Regions from separate parts of the Rattus norvegicus genome. Here region 1 is linked to region 2. A link is a contact called in public Hi-C data. All regions are on one chromosome and are shown on one strand. The core of a region is the stretch at or near the end of the contact, and the rest is flanking DNA. Distances in the headings are between cores, read along the strand shown. Region 1 has its middle 120 kb from the start of Noct. Region 2 has its middle 140 kb from the start of Slc7a11.

The links. A called contact is a pair of places that touch in the nucleus more often than the background predicts.
Region 1: a Hi-C map of frontal cortex shows a contact between it and region 2, with 4 times the contacts expected there. The contact joins two enhancer-like sites. A contact is called at or near these places in 8 of 12 Hi-C or Micro-C datasets (the Rat2 cell line, Schwann cells, frontal cortex and 5 more).

Annotation. Positions count from the first base shown.
Region 1 is chr2:137,300,076-137,303,333 of GRCr8, forward strand. No RefSeq gene overlaps it. Among named protein-coding and RNA genes, the nearest start is that of Noct, 120 kb to the right of the region's middle. Within about 2 kb of position 1,731, at least 18 of the 93 cell types and tissues checked have an H3K27ac peak or open chromatin away from gene starts, as enhancers often do.
Region 2 is chr2:136,529,079-136,532,668 of GRCr8, forward strand. No RefSeq gene overlaps it. Among named protein-coding and RNA genes, the nearest start is that of Slc7a11, 140 kb to the right of the region's middle. Within about 2 kb of position 1,908, at least 8 of the 93 cell types and tissues checked have an H3K27ac peak or open chromatin away from gene starts, as enhancers often do.

The sequences.
Region 1 (3,258 bases), core at 481-2,980, 770 kb after region 2:
CATGCCAAGAGCCGGGCATGGCAGAGTGGAGGTGACATGCAGGACACCTGCCCTCCTGCTCCACTGCCAAGCAATCATTGCGAGGACTCAGCTGTGAGCCACCGCGGCAGACATGTCGAAGGAACCGTGACTCAGTCGCGAATTAAGTGTAGGGTATGCTAGGGGCTCTGTGACGGATTTTCTATTTTTCTAATCTCACATTTTGCAATTGATAAAGAGTTCACCGACCAGGTGCCAAAAAGCACATCGCAATGAGGACATTTTAGTGCTTTTATTGCATGACATGACTGATAAAAGGATTGATACTGAGAATAAACTGAGAGGTAGATAAATGAATGATACCATCCATCCATATATACAGGCATATATACATAGACAGATGGATGGATGGATGGATGGACGGACGGACAGATAGATTCTGCTGATAATGGTCCCTTTTTTTTTTTTTTTTTTTTTTTTTTTTTTTGGCATGGGCTCATACAGTCCAGGCTGTCCTCAATCTCAATACATAGCCAGAAATGACTTTGAACTCCTAATCCTCTTGCCTCTGACTCCTGGGTGCTTGTATTATAGGCTTGCTCATTTTAGCATTAATTTTAATGCTCATGAGTCCTATTTCTCAGGTAATACAAGAAAGAAGTTTAAAAGCAGGAGCAAAATAAAAATAAATGTAATTCTGTCCCACCAACACGTTACTGTCACACTCTCCAACAGGCAAATGTGTTTTAAATGAAAGATATTAGTCACTGGTTTCCCCTTAACATCCCTTCCAAGTGAAGGAGATTTTTGGTAAACTTGTCTTTCTAGCCTGCACACTCTGTCTCAGGCAATCAATGAGAAAACATTTTTTTGACAAGTCAAATGTCCATGATTAAGAGGAGAAACAGCCCTCTCTCTGCAGAATATATGACTTACTCCGGCTCAGTCCCTCAAGACATCAATCTGCATCTCACTGCAGACACAGGCCCGGTGTCTTGGTCAGTGCACACATTAAAGGCTCCGTCCTCTGCTACTTAAGAGAGAGATTTAACATTAGCTCATGTTAGATGTAAAGGAACAACCTTCTCCATTGAAAGAGAAATTTTATTTCTCGGAGAGAAAAAATACAGCATGCAGTCACTCCAGTGCATTATGAACCTGCTATTGCGTGTGGAATTTATGGTCGAGGTCTCTTCTCTTCCGCAAGGATTCTTCACCTCTAAAGGCAGAGAATTAAAGAGCGCAGAGCCACCAAAAAAGTTTCACGGACCTTTACTGCCATCTAGTGCTCAAAGTCTGTCATGCCTCGCCAATGGTTTCCTCTAGGAATTTGAAGAGATTGAGGCCCTGGCAGGGAAAGCTCAGAGAGTTCTAAATGAACTTGGCAGTAAACAGCGTTGGCCCACACAGAACTGTTGTGCCTGAAAACAGTGACCTGGATACATGACATTTCCACACTGGCTCCCATAGAGAGCTGCAACTGGATCTCATGGCTGCCCCTGCTTACTCATCCACTGGAAGCAAGCTGGTGTGTGTGTGTGTGTGTGTGTGTGTGTGTGTGTGTGTGTGTGTGTGTGTGTGTTGTACATACACAAGGAAAGCCTGAAAATGCCCCATGCTAAGAGCCCTACATGATCCCAAGCGGCACCATGAAGGGCTATATGCAAAACCACCCCCACATGACTTCTACATTTAGATCCTGATGCCAATATCCTCCACTAGGGCCTTCCTCGTCTATGCTCTCTCTGGCTTGAAGGCTTATAAACAGAAGCCAGATGTAGGCTGCATGAAAGTGCCATTATTAGGACTGTCCAGGGACACAACAGACAGCAGCTTCCGTGGTTGGTGGAATGTGACCTGGATCCTGCCGGCCTCACAGAGGCAGCATCTCTGTGTCCTCCCTTCCTCTGCAGCCCTACACATGCCAACGGGATAGGAACAAAGTGGTCAGAGGCTCGGGGACTTAATCTATGAACTTCCCTTCCTTCTCTACCAAACTCTGTTCTAGCTGATGTCGTTCTAAGAATCACATTTGAATGCTAGGTCCCAAACCTGTGGCACTGCAGAGAGGTGGTGTAAGTTATAAGGGGGGCCTGGTGGCAGGAAGTTAGGTCACTGGGAGCACACCCTTGCAGGTGCTATTAGGACCCTGTCCTCTCTCCTTCCTGTTTCCAGGCTGCTGTGAGGCAACCTGACCTTCTGTATCATGTGTTCCCACCATGGTACGGTATGAGACCACAAGCCAAAAGCAAAATGGTCATGGATGGAAACCATGACCGCAAATCAACCCTTTTTCTTAGACATTCTTTGTCTTCTTATACAATATCTAAGAGCTGGCTAACACTTCGGCCCTAAACTTTAAGGGGAAGATCAGATGGGAACAGTCCATGGTACCTCAATCTTTTGTATCTGTGAGGAAGAGAGTTGGAGATGAGGAGAAAGCGTTGTTGGCATTGCAAGGTTCAGAACATCCAGGATACAAAGTTCAAGCCACGGGTGTCAGAGATGCTCTCAAGATCAGGCCAGTGGCTGAGTGTGGTCATACCTCCACCACGTCCTTCGACCCAAAGTCCGTGTGTTCAGCAATCATGGTTCTCTGCCATAGTTATGCTTATTGCTCTGTTTTAACCACTTTTAGTTATGTTCTAATATAGTAGAGAATATGAAAGTAAAAGGTCGGTGGGATGCATATTCACTTCTATGATCCCCATCTATTTCATCTCCTGACAGAATGTATGCCTCCTCATCAGAAGAACCAGGGTCCTTTCTTCACCCTGTCCTGAAAAGCAGGACTACTAAAGGGCGTGCCTCACTGGGCTGCTGTCAGAATGAAGATGTTGCCAGATGTAGAATTCTCCCGAGCGCACTAAGTGCTCTCAAGGTTAGCTGTTACTAAGGCTTGGGGCACAAACGGAGCTGGGGGAGCCAGGGGTGCCTTGCTCTCTAAAATCTTTCTGTGCTTGAGTGCGTATGTTTGCTTTCAAAACCAGCCATGTCTCCTTTCTCCAACTTTAAACTCCTTAAGAAGATACAGTGTTAAGAGAACTGCCAAGTGACTCCTACCAGGGCTGGGTCTATTGATATTGTTTAGCTAAATGGATAGATTATCGAACTGCCTTCTAACCTCATATCTCCATGCCCATAATTACTGCAGCTCCCAGGCCTCGTCAGAGGAGTTTATTTGTGAAGTGGACAACAGTTAATGAAGAAGTTCACAACTCATCAAAGGCACAAATGGGACATCTATCACAGAGACAGACAGACAGACAGACAGACAGA
Region 2 (3,590 bases), core at 658-3,157:
CAGGCATCCTCTACCTTGATAGAGATAGATAGATGAATAAAATTAATGATGCAGAAAATCAAATTGGGGGAACAGAGCAACTTTGTTGGGGACAATGGGTCACACGGGTGAGCTTATTTGGTCATACTTTTCCTGTCACAGCTGAGAAGTATGTGAGATTTGAACCTCTAAGGAAGTGATTCTCTAAGGGTCTAAGTGGCCTATCGAACTGAAATCCACTAAATACGATATGACTGTGTTAATAGTTTTCTTACCAAGAGGCAGGGCTGAAGACAGATCTGTGAATTTAGAGGACAAGCTCCGTGAAGTCGGGCCAATCACGCAATCGTGGCCATTCTCCACAAGCCATGTAAGTCAAATCTGCTACTGCCAGATGGGCAATGTAAGTCACTAAAACTGATGACCAGCAGACCTAGTGGGACTTCTCAGGAAACACAGACAGCTGTCTTCTGAAGCAAGTCAGGTGTGTGGGCCCTGGATGAGCTACAGTGGAAAGCACACGCCACACATGTGCATTTCAACTCCTATGGAAGAGGGTGGATGAGCCTGTCGATGGGAAAGACTCCGAGGGTTCAGTTCTCTCATTTAAATTGACAGGTGTTTATGGGTTTGACTGGAAACACTGTAAACCCCAAGGAAAGTGTTTGAAAAGTATTTTGTATGTTGGTTTATATGTGTTTGTGTACATATGTGCACATTGGAAACCAGAGGCCAATGTGCAGGAATTGAATCTACCCTTCTGTCATGTGGATTCCAGGGATTAAACTCGGGTCATCAGGTTTGATGACCTCTTCCCAGTGAGTCATCACACCAACCCTGTAAGGAGAGCTTTAATAGGTGTTCTTTTCAATTTATCTCTATATCGAGCTCTTCTTAGCATAGTGCTATTTACAGCACTCCCTTAACCAACTATGGTTAGCATGAACTACACACATTCCAATCTGCGAGATGAGTTTCAAAAAATTAAAAGCATCCGTCATAGCAAAGGCGTTGGATCAAGTCGATCCCTCTCTATAAAGAATGTTCTAAATCAAACTTCTATTTTGGGCAATTGTATCCCATGCTTTCCTGCAGATTTCCTTCTACCGCGGCCTTCCTCAGTCCCTGCTGGAATCTTACAGTCCTGTAGCTAAAGCTGGAGCCTGCTTCCATTGCTCACACTTCCCTGCATTCCTTTGTTTCATAACCCCTGCTGCCCAAGCCGGGTGTCTGCTGTTAATTTCCTGAGGACCGTATAGAATGTGGCCAAAATGAGAAGCATCAGTGCCGAAGACGTAGGCGATGCCTTTAATTGATCAGATAATCATGGACCATTTAGTTTTGCTTTCACTCAGACTTCAAAGCACCATGCCGCACGTTTGCTTTATTTTGGCAGACGGCAGAAAGCCTGAAACTCTTCAGGAGGTAGGGAAGCTATGGAAATTAGGCATCTGCCCAAAATCGAGGATGAGAAGTAAACACCCCATTTTTAATGTCTTCTTTGAACTGAAAAGTAAAAGGGCTCGTGAGGACATTTGAAGAGAGGGAAGAGACAATTTTCAAGACCGTGAACTTAAGTCCATTTGACAGGAGAGGATGACGTCTTAGGGCCACGAAATATCGGTCGTTCCTCATTAAAGCCTCATCAGCCCTATGGAGATGAAACAGGGATTTCAGGGTCCCCTCCTCTTTGTCCATCAGCACGCTTTAGCCCATGGTAGGGACACTCGCCTGGGAGGATTTATTCATGCCCTTCTGAACTTCTAACAGAGCCTCTCCTTTGAGTAACCATTTAAAAGAAGATTAAATTCAATTAGGCTGTATCTTTTCCTCGTGACAGGCTGACTTCAAAGAACACTTTATGTACTTTTCTACCCCATTGGCCTCCGAATGCTGGTGGGCAGACACAGGGCACCTTCACACTCGGGAAGAAAGGCTGGGGCTGTTTTTCCACTCACTTACCCTCTGTATTTTAAGAATGGCTGGCACCTGACAGGATACCCAGCAGCACTACAGCGCTGCTCAGAGACCAGCTAAGCTTGTGACCATTTGGAAATGAAACCAGAGCCCTGCACCCAGCCCACGCGCCCGCCCTTGCTTTAGGGCCTAGAGTCGCCTTGGGCGCTATGATCTCTATAAAGCTTAGCGGGCCCTGGGTTTTTCTTTGATTTTCTGAGTTTACCGGTAATAAATTGAGAACACGGAGTACTAACCTGCATATGGAAATTTTGTTTTAATCTGAAACTGGGGAATGGTTTAATTAATGATCATGTGAGTCCAATTGGCTCTTTGGTTAAATTACATTTTTATTGAGAATTCCATATATTTTGATCAACTCTATCCCTAATCCCGCTCCTCCAACCCGTCGCCCCCCCCCCCCATCCCACCCACCATTTTTCTCCCAACTTTGCACGCTTTGTTTTTAATCACACTGGGTCCACTTAGTGCTGCCTGGATGTGCGTGGGTGTAGAGCATGCTGCTGGAGCCGGGACAACCCCTCTAGGATCACATTCCTGAAGATAACTGATTCAGGCGCTGCCAGGCGCCAGCAATTGCCAACCGCTCTTCAGCGGGGAGTGGGCTTCATGAGGCCTCCCCGGGAGTCCATGCTGGGATTCTAACTGATTTGATCTTGTGCCAGTCTTAAGCGTGTATTCACTGCCACTGTGAGTCCCTGTATACAAGGACCACGTCACGCCCTGCGAATGTTGTTTGCTGTAGATGTCGACTACCCTGGAGCATATTGACTCCTTCTGTGGTGATCTCTGAGAAGGGGGCTGTGGATAGGACATAGAGGAGTGACAGAGATACCTACATGTGAGCACTCCACACTCTCCTGTTCTCTGCAAGTTGGCCAGTTGTGGGATCTCTGTTAAGATGTTTTACAAAAATGGGGGGGGGTAAGAAATTAGGAAGAGTTACCTACCATGTTTATTTAACAAAATAATAGTAATAGACGGTCCGTACATTTATTAATAACACTGCATGCAATACTTACTAAGAATTTCACGTCTTCAAAAACAAAGTCAGTATGTGGAAGGAAGAACAGCGCTGAGTAATTAGATCCTGAAGGAAACCATCAGATTACGATTTAATCCTTTTCTTTTTATTCATGAACTGTTTGTGAGAAGGAAAAGAAATATGACAAGGAGAAGCAGACATCTAAGAAGAAAGAAATAAATAAATAAAAGGAAAACGCCGGCATTTGCAGCCGGCAGCTTGGAACTAAAGACCAATTCCTCTCACAGAGACAAAAAGTGCACCTGCTTCTCAACACCTCCTTCCTATTAGCTGCTGGGACACACGGGCCATTGTGGGTTTTATCTTTCCATAATTGTGTTGCTGCTTCAGCCAGGACGCGGTGGCATTCGGCCAAGGTTTCCCTGCACGGTTGCATTTTCTACAAAGATAAAGAAGGGAGAAGAAGAGTGTTTAAAGCAACCCCTTCCTTCATGCTGGTGTATTAGCAAAGGTGGTAGGGAGAACTGCGCTCCTGGCGATCCAGTGGGCTGCCCACTGTTCGCCACTTCCCTGGCTTCTGCACTCAAAGGACAGGAGAGAAGCAAAGGGTTGCTAGTGATTCTTCAGCCTTTGTTTCTTCGTTAGCGTG